3 separate regions of the Danio rerio genome follow, and regions 2 and 3 are each linked to region 1. A link is a contact called in public Hi-C and Micro-C data. All regions are on one chromosome and are shown on one strand. Each heading gives the region's core, a stretch centred on a gene start, on an enhancer-like site or on the middle of the called end of the contact. The rest is flanking DNA. Distances are from core to core; before and after follow the strand shown. Region 1 holds the start of zc3h4 (zinc finger CCCH-type containing 4). Region 2 holds the start of usp32 (ubiquitin specific peptidase 32). Region 3 holds the start of mark4b (MAP/microtubule affinity-regulating kinase 4b).

Region 1 (2,905 bases), core at 300-2,799:
CAACTTATAATTTATGTTTTTTGCACACACAAACAATCATCTAAAAACAAGATCCATAAAATATGATTAAGTTTTGTTTTTTTGCTCGAAACCTTTATCCACGAACCTCTTTTGAGCATCGAGACCCCACAGGCGAATCTGGCGATCATATTGTGCAGCTTCCTCCTCACTAATAATAGTGTCTTCTTTTTCGATGGTATCGATCATCTCGGAATATTTGTATTTCTGATGATAAGCTGTAATCAATTAACTACGGGTTAGTTGGACTATTCTACGCTCTATTTTTTCTATTGCCCATTCAATGGGACAAAAGTGCCGCTTAGTGAAACTCGTAAAGGCGCGCAATGATGACGCAGGAGATGTGTGCCAGAATCAGAGCTCGACAATGGACATTTATCAGGGATCCTTTATACATCTAGCGAGCGTTAAATGTGTCACCAAAATATGTCATGTACATATGATGAATTTAATTTTTAATAATGCATAATTTTATGAGCAAAGGTCCGTTCATGGTGTTAATTTAACTTAAAATTTCTGTCCAGATATGAGTGAAAATGGTGCATTTTACTATTTTATAATAGTCTACTTGCAAAGAAATGGAAAAAAGAAAATTAGTACTTTTTATTTTAAGAGACATTAAATAATAAAGAGTATAAATAATATAGAGTCTTCTTTATTTTTAAAAATATTCTCAAAGGATTTGACAAATCATTTGACAATCATTATAAGATTTTCATTCATTCATTTTCTTTTTAGCTTAGTCCCTTTATTAATCTGGGGTCGCCACAGCAGAATGAACCGCCAACTTATCCAGCATATATTTTACGCAGCGGATGACCTTCCAGCTGCAACCCATCACTGGCAAAATAAGATTTTAATTTCAAACAAAATGTAATAGTATAATTTACAATAATAATGGTTTTAAGCAAACATAAACGTGACAGAATTATATTTATTGGAGTGTAGATCACTATTAATAGCATTAAATGATTGTTTTCTAGATCTGTGCTTGCAAAATAGAATCAAATAAAAAGTTGAGTTGTATAAAACTGATACTTTAGAGTTATTATATTCAATTATATATATATATATATATATATATATATATATATATATATATATATATATACATATATATATACATATATATATATATATATATATATATATATATATATATATATATATATATATATATATATATATATATATATATATATATATATATATATATAGGTCCAGAATAGGTATTGAAACATATGATACCAAAGATAATGCAATGTTGATATATTTTAACTGCAAGGCCCCTTTTTTGATAAAACAGTAATAATACAATGAATAATGATAATAATAATGATGATGATAATAATAATAAATACTGATAAAAATAACGTTTTATATTAAGATATTATGTGCATGATTACAGTTAATATATACTATTTTAACTATTACATTACCCTTAGAGTAAAAAAAAAAGTGTTTTTTTTTCATGACCCGATCGGTCATTTCCGTGACAGTCGACGTCACGTAAGTCCGCCCATTCTCTTCGGAGAAGAAGCGTCGCCATTTTAAGAGAATGAGTTTCATTTCACATCGCAACTGTAGGACGGAGAACCTCAGGAACGTTTTCAACCTGTTTCTCTTTTAAACTGTTAGGGGGGAATTGACTACAATGAACTGAATCTCTTCCTAATGCCAATCAACAAGTAGATCAAAGTCAAGTAACGCATAAGACAGTTGATTTTTTGCACTGAATGTAGTACGTTAGAGGAAATGGCTGTGGAAAGCATGACTGTCCATCCAAACTCCCCAACAGCCAACCACGAACACAACAGCCTTCTCACTGACGAAAGGTCGAGTAATATCATCATATTTCTATCCAACTATTGATTTGTCCTTTGCTTTTTTCCAAAAACAAAAAGCACGGGCATTTGCTTTTTTTCTTTCAAAGGGATTAAAGTCGCCTTTTCTGGGAAACGTACAGAGGTAACGAAACGCCATCTTGAAACGTTACACAGCGCAATCTGGAAGGTCACAAGCGAATCAGGAAAACATTCAGAATATGATCAAATTGACATTTTCAGTCACTTTCTAATGTTTTTTTAGTGATCGAAGACCATGGGGCCACCCCTACGTCAAAACATTGATCCTGTAACAGTGTTTTCATCACAGATAAAGAACAGATGGACAAAAGAAATCACAAGCTAATTTTTTTTTGTTATAGACCTAAAATTAAACTCCGACTTATTACCACAACGCAAACCGTATGTTATGTGGTAAAACTGATCCCTTTTTACGCATTAAGGAATTTGTTTATCCATCGCGAGGCCTGGACCGAGCTAAAGCTAGCAGTGCTAACAGTTAGCCAACAGTTTAGCAACAAAACACGGCTAACGGAAGCTAATGAATAGCGACGGATTAGCACGGTTTATAACTTGGCGTCTGATTAATTATTCCTTATTTAATTGGTCATCGAATGCAATACGATTTAGTTTATCTTAACGTAATAACGCAAATTTTAGTTCGGGATGATAATTTGTCTCCCTTTAGCGCTTAGCACTTATGCTAAGTGTCACGAGCTACGCACATAGATTTATTGGAGACGTCACTAAAATAACTTAAATATTTTTATTCCTTTAGGGTTTGGTTGCTTGAGCGTTACATTTGTGTTTTAACGTTAATAGGAGCTATGTAATCATAACTCATCCGCTTTTGTTTTTTAAAATAAGTTGTTAAAACATACAGGTACATTAAAATTAATGTAGTATATGATTTTATTTATTTTAAATATTTATTTTATATTTATGTCTTATTAGTAGCACGACATATGCCTGTTGATTCGGATTATAAAAATGTTTTAGGTTTCTTTACATTTAAGCTTCATGGGCTTTAATTTGGTTAAATG
Region 2 (2,905 bases), core at 136-2,635, 190 kb before region 1:
ATTTATAAATTAAAACCACACCCAAACCAGTTGTTACTGTTAACTAAAACTAAAAGTGTTAAAAAAATTTTGCCAATTGAAAAAAAAACCAAAACAGAAATATACTATATATATATATATATATATATATATATATATATATATATATATATATATATATATATATATATATTTATTTATATATATATATATATATGAAAATATATTAAGTTTATATACTCATTCATAAATTAAAACTTAAAGTTAGTTTAAATTTAAATTTAAACTTAAAATTAAAAATAAAGTTAGTTTACTAAAACAAAAAAATATTACAATTATTTTTGTCAATTAAAAAACTAAACAAGAGAAAAAAAAGTATATATATATATATATATATATATATATATATATATATATATATATATATATATATATATATATATATATATATATATTCATTCATTCATTCATTTTCTTGTCGGCTTAGCTTCTTTATTAATCCAGGGTCAGAATGAATTTCAGCAGAATGAACCGCCAACTTATCCAGCATATATATATATATATATATATATATATATATATATATATATATATATATATATATATATATATATATATATATATATATATATATATATATATATATATATATATACATGCTGGATAAGTTGGCGGTTCATTCTGCTGAAATTCATTCTGACCCTGGATTAATAAAGAGGCTAAGCCGACAAGAAAATATATGTATACACACACACACACCCTTAAACGTCAATTAAAATTAAAATGAAACTTAAATATTGGAAAAGATAATGCATTTTAATAGTACACGATCAATAGTGTTGTATAAATAGAACCAAAAACAATGCTACGTCAAGGTGGAAAAACTCTTAAAGCTACATTGTAAAACATAATAAATTAAGTAACGTTATAGGCTATAAAAAAAACTCGAATTTTAACCATATTTTTGGTATGTGATGAAAATAATGAAAAGCAATAGCCGAGGCTCTCCAGAGAAAGAAATTTGCTGCCTCCACACGGTGCTCCGTTCCAGAAAAAGACATTAAGTTGATCAGAGTCATCCTTTCATAATTCGCTTTTTAATTACAGCATTCCATTTTATTATCGCCCAGTATACACCATGCACTTTTAAAATAAAGAATGAGGTGTTGTTGAGCTGATGCAACGCGATGCAAGCCGGTTTAGGGGCCTCCTTACAACCACGCAAATTTCTAATATCTAAAATCAATCACGGAAATTAAAGTCGACTGCACAACAACCGGATGAGGGAAGCGTCAGCGCTGCGTTTCTTGCGCGAAACTGACGCTCATCCGCCCCCTGCACTATGATTGGACAAAACTCACGTGATTCAGTATGGAGGCGTCGGCGCTCGGACGCGTCACTCGTTGATAACGCAAAACTACCGCTTGACTTGATAGGAACACCATACCGAGGGTAAAAAAACAAAACAACGGAAAACAAGGCAACAGGCACCGGTCTCACTTTGCACATTTCTGACATTGCCATGAAATGAGGGCACCATGGGCGCCAAAGAGTCACGGATAGGCTTCCTTTCGTATGACGAGGCCGTTAAAAGAGGTAAGAGGTTTGAGCTTCAGCGATTAACGGCGGTCAGTCAGTTACGCGGCTGCGCTAAGCTAGCGTTAGCAGCGCTAGCCAGCTAGTTAAGCCCACATATTAACTCTTTCTGCGAGCTAACAAGCCTCGACCTGTCATTTCACAGAACTGTTATGCGAAGTAGCGGGTGGTAAATGTCTTGAGGGATGAAGGTGGGGCTGTTTGGGCTTGTCTTTGTTTTATTGGTGTAATGTTGTTGTCAGTGGTTGTGTCCCAAAACCCAGTGAGTTGTGTGCTTAGATTTTTCCGCATACTATTCGCATTCCTAAACTATCGAGATCCCCCAAAATCAGGCAATGTGAGGTTTTGACACGCAGTCAGTGTCTATCTAACAGCCGACTAGAAGTGTAACTAATCTGGGTGGTGCTGGAGCGTCTACACTGACAAAACAGATTTCCCTAATCTGTCAACATTTCTCAACACCACCGTGGTGTTTATCATGTACCCTGTCGCACTTTATCAGCTCTCTCTTCCTAAGCAGACAGTAGAAGTGCTTTCTCTGACACACTCAAATCAGATTTTTGCACTTACTACTGACCGGAGGATTTCCATCGCTTTACCTTCCGTTATTCTTGTGGTGGTGTTATTTAGGGGTGATTTTCACTTTCATAGGGAAGTGGGGTTTCTTCAAGGCTTGTTAAGCAACCGAAGCACCATTTAAGTCTTGGCTTATTTGATGCTGTTTTTGAAAGTCCGGTTGACAAGTCATTGACAGCTTAGCTGTGATCAGCTCAGATCGATCAGCTGTGAAATGTGTCCTCATTTAGGATGTAAACAAATATTTAAAGGGAAGTTCCTCCCTGTAATAAAGTCCTGCCACATTTACCTATTGTCATACTGATTTTAAACCTTTATGGCTTTTTGTTGGCTACATTAATAATACATTTATCATTTAAGCCTTGATTTAAGTGATGATGTTTTATAAAGTCATATTGACAAGTCATTAACAATTCCTATCAACTATGAAATGGGTCCTCAATTAGGATATAAACAAATATTTAAAGGGAAGTTACTCTCAGTAATAAAGTCTTGCCACATTTACCCATTCTCATATTGTTTTTAAACCCGTATGGCTTTTTTATTGGCTACATAAATAAGATTTTTCAAGACAATATTTAAGTTTTTTATAAGTTGTTATAATTATTATATATATATTTTTTGGTCATTTATTGTCTGAGTGGGTCACACTGAAATCACCCGAGGTTGAACAAATAATGCTAGAATTGTATTTTTGTTTCATTTGTCCAGTGACAACTGGTGATGATAAGGCATATATTTTGATGATGTGTAT
Region 3 (2,905 bases), core at 280-2,779, 170 kb after region 1:
TTTTTGTTTGATTTGTAGTACAACCATGGTTATATTCGTAAGGAGGGAACAAATTTTCGTTTTGTTTAGTTAATTGGTGCATACATTATACATATTCCCCCACATATAATTATGAGGGTTTTGTGTTTTTCAGTGAGAAATTGTACATTAACTTTAGCAGCTATTGTTTAGCATAAATACAATGTAGCCGACATGTCTGCTTTGTTTTTCCGGAAATATATTTTAACCTGCACTGTAAAAAGAAGGCAGGGTTCCACACAATTCATTCATGTTGTCTCAACACAAATTAAGTGAACTTAACACTTTAAACAAATTTATGTGGATTGAACATAAACAATTAAGTTGTCCCTATGAAATCTCAAGAATTGTGTTGTTTTAGCTCATTTTAAAAAGGTAACTAGTTTAAACAAGGAAACAAATATATACCTTTAAGTGTGTATGAACAACAAACTGAACTACAACACGAAAAACTCAAACACACACTCTTGCATTTCAACATTAATACAAAAAAAAAACAACAACATTAATTGCCAGGATGTCGTAAATATTAATTGATGACGTAAAAGAGAAGTCGAATTCTCCTTTCTGTTCTGATGTTTGGAAAAGCGAGCCTCATCACTTCCCTTCTCCACTTTTGACGACAAACGTTCTAATGGTTCGTTTGTCAAGTGGAACTAAATGACGTAAGAAAGCTTTACACTTACGTGGTCTGCATTCCTGTCGTTCCCCGGCTGCAGCGCTGCGCGAGAAGACATCGTCCCTGAGCTTCAGCTTTCAGCAACGCTGCCTTTATTTGCAGGGCTCCGCGTACAGTTGCTAATTGAATCAGACCCGGTCCGCAGCCGAGCCAGTATCGAGAGGCTATCGCTGCCCTCTCCGACCACCACTATAGTGTTTTCCCTCTTAAACAATCCTCATTTTCGCCCAAGTCTGCTGGATGCTATGCACAATACTGATGGGATGAGAACAAAGATAAAAAGGCTATACTATGATGCTCATGTCTGTGGTGGTTCGGCTAGCCGGAACAATAGATCATTTTGTCCTGAGCTAAACAAAAATGTCCCATACCAGCGAGTTTTTTGTATGTTGAGTCGACTGTAGATCACGAGACACAACGAAAGAAAACAAAAGCAGAACAGAATAGGAAAAACAGAGCTACCGCAGCATCAAACAGATGAAAACAGACCCATTTTTTCAAAGAGTCTGGGTTGTCCAGAAGAAAATAAACCACTCCCACGGACGCGGTGTCCCCTTCAAAGACTCATCTGTGCACATTTCCAGGAAAACAATATATTAATAAATAAACATCGGCGGATACAGTACGAAATGCAAACTGTTAAGCGTATGTCGAGTGCACTCCCGTCCCGACAGGCACCGGTGGGCAATATCCTTTTCGCAGAGGCAGTCCGTCTGTCAATGCTCCCAGACGGTATAGCTTAGCTTATAAAAACTGTACAGTGGCTGTAAAATGTTCATCCCCAGCAGCGTGTGACACTGGCATCAAGGAAGGACGTCAGGAGAAAGAATAGGCTGGGCAGGGCTGCGGCGGACGCTCACACACACATACACAGTCACACACACTTATGCACACCCTTCCCCCATGGTCCTAAAGACACTGTTCATTCATTCAAGTAACAGACTCGTCGACTGACAAACAAGTCTGGCCATAATAAAAGCGGACCACTCCTCCTGCTGGACACTGTACGGCAGTGCAGCTCAATCCGGGAGAAATTGAGTGCTTCTGAAAAGTGCTGGTGCGGTTACTGAAAAAATGGTCGTTAGTTTCGGATTACAAACAGCATGATGATACATGTAGCCAGTTATGTAATCTGTTACAATGCACATTTTAAGTAATGTTATCTTTTCGATCATTTCTAATCATATATTTGAGATTATTGTTATTAAAACAACAAAGAGAAAAAATAATATTTATGCATTGTTGTCAGCATAATGATTTGCATTAAACATTGCGTTGTGTTGATAAAGAAAATAATTATTGTTAAATTCATTAAAGTCATTGTTAAATGAAATTAATTAAATTAAAATGGATTAAAATACATAACTACATAGGCCTAATACATGTTCAGCTACAGTAAAAAGTTGTCTCAACGTATAATTTTAAGTTAACAAACATCTGGACATTTTTGAGTTGACTCAACTTTCAACCCAATAACTGCACTTGACTAGATTTACGTTCTCAAAAATGTCCTGAAGTTTGTTGCCTTAAATTTTAGTTTTAAAGTCAACTTTATAGCAAAAAAGTTTTGAAGTCATTGTAACACATGAACAAACATTAAATGTTTGACTGGCATTACTATATTGTGAATATAAAACTAAACAAGGGCGGTGTGGTGGCGCAGTGGGTAGCACTGTTGCCTCACAACCTGAAGGTCACTGATTTGAGCCTCGGCTGGGTCAGTTGGCATTTCTGTGTGGAGTTTGTATGTTCTACCCGTGTTCGCGTAGGTTTTCTCTGGGTGGGTGCTTTTCCCCCACAAGTGCAAAGACATGCAGTACAGGTGAATTGGGTAGTGTGTGAATGAGTGTGTATGGATGTTTCCCAGTGATGGGCTGCAGCTGGAAAGGCATCCAGTGTGTAAAAACATGTTCTGGATATGTTGGTGGTTCATTCCTCGATGGAATCCCATGATTAATAAAGGGACTAAGCCCAAAAGAAAACAAAAGAATGAAACAAAACAACATGACTATTATAAAAAGAAAGTGGAAAAACTAGTTATGAGGATATAAAAAGAACTATTAAAGGGCTCGAACCAGCGACCTTCTTGATGTGAGGGGATCGTGCTACCCACTGCACCACTGTTACGCCTATATTTATTCATTCAGGAGAATATTTTATCCAAAGCGACTTACAAATTAGAATAAATGAAGCACATTAAATCACCAG

Evidence for each region. Hi-C and Micro-C count contacts between places; a contact is called where the count stands out from the background.
Region 2: a contact with region 1 is called in a Hi-C map of hematopoietic stem cells, with 2.9 times the contacts expected there. The contact joins the promoter of usp32 here to the promoter of zc3h4 in region 1. A contact is called at or near these places in 2 of 18 Hi-C or Micro-C datasets (hematopoietic stem cells and an unstated tissue) and 1 of 4 datasets of contacts at active chromatin or transcription factors (caudal fin).
Region 3: a contact with region 1 is called in a Micro-C map of caudal fin, with 5 times the contacts expected there. The contact joins the promoter of mark4b here to the promoter of zc3h4 in region 1. A contact is called at or near these places in 2 of 18 Hi-C or Micro-C datasets (caudal fin and an unstated tissue) and 2 of 4 datasets of contacts at active chromatin or transcription factors (caudal fin and gastrula embryo).

Annotation. Positions count from the first base shown.
Region 1 is chr15:26,187,018-26,189,922 of GRCz12tu, reverse strand. It overlaps zc3h4 (zinc finger CCCH-type containing 4), which reads left to right and starts at 1,549. Exons shown (of 14, transcript XM_005157605.6): 1 at 1,549-1,853. The coding sequence starts at 1,774. It overlaps sae1 (SUMO1 activating enzyme subunit 1), which reads right to left and starts at 381. Exons shown (of 9, transcript NM_001002058.1): 1 at 107-381. The coding sequence starts at 207.
Region 2 is chr15:26,374,651-26,377,555 of GRCz12tu, reverse strand. It overlaps usp32 (ubiquitin specific peptidase 32), which reads left to right and starts at 1,385. Exons shown (of 35, transcript XR_012390853.1): 1 at 1,385-1,575.
Region 3 is chr15:26,016,534-26,019,438 of GRCz12tu, reverse strand. It overlaps mark4b (MAP/microtubule affinity-regulating kinase 4b), which reads right to left and starts at 1,529. Exons shown (of 18, transcript XR_012390840.1): 1 at 705-1,529.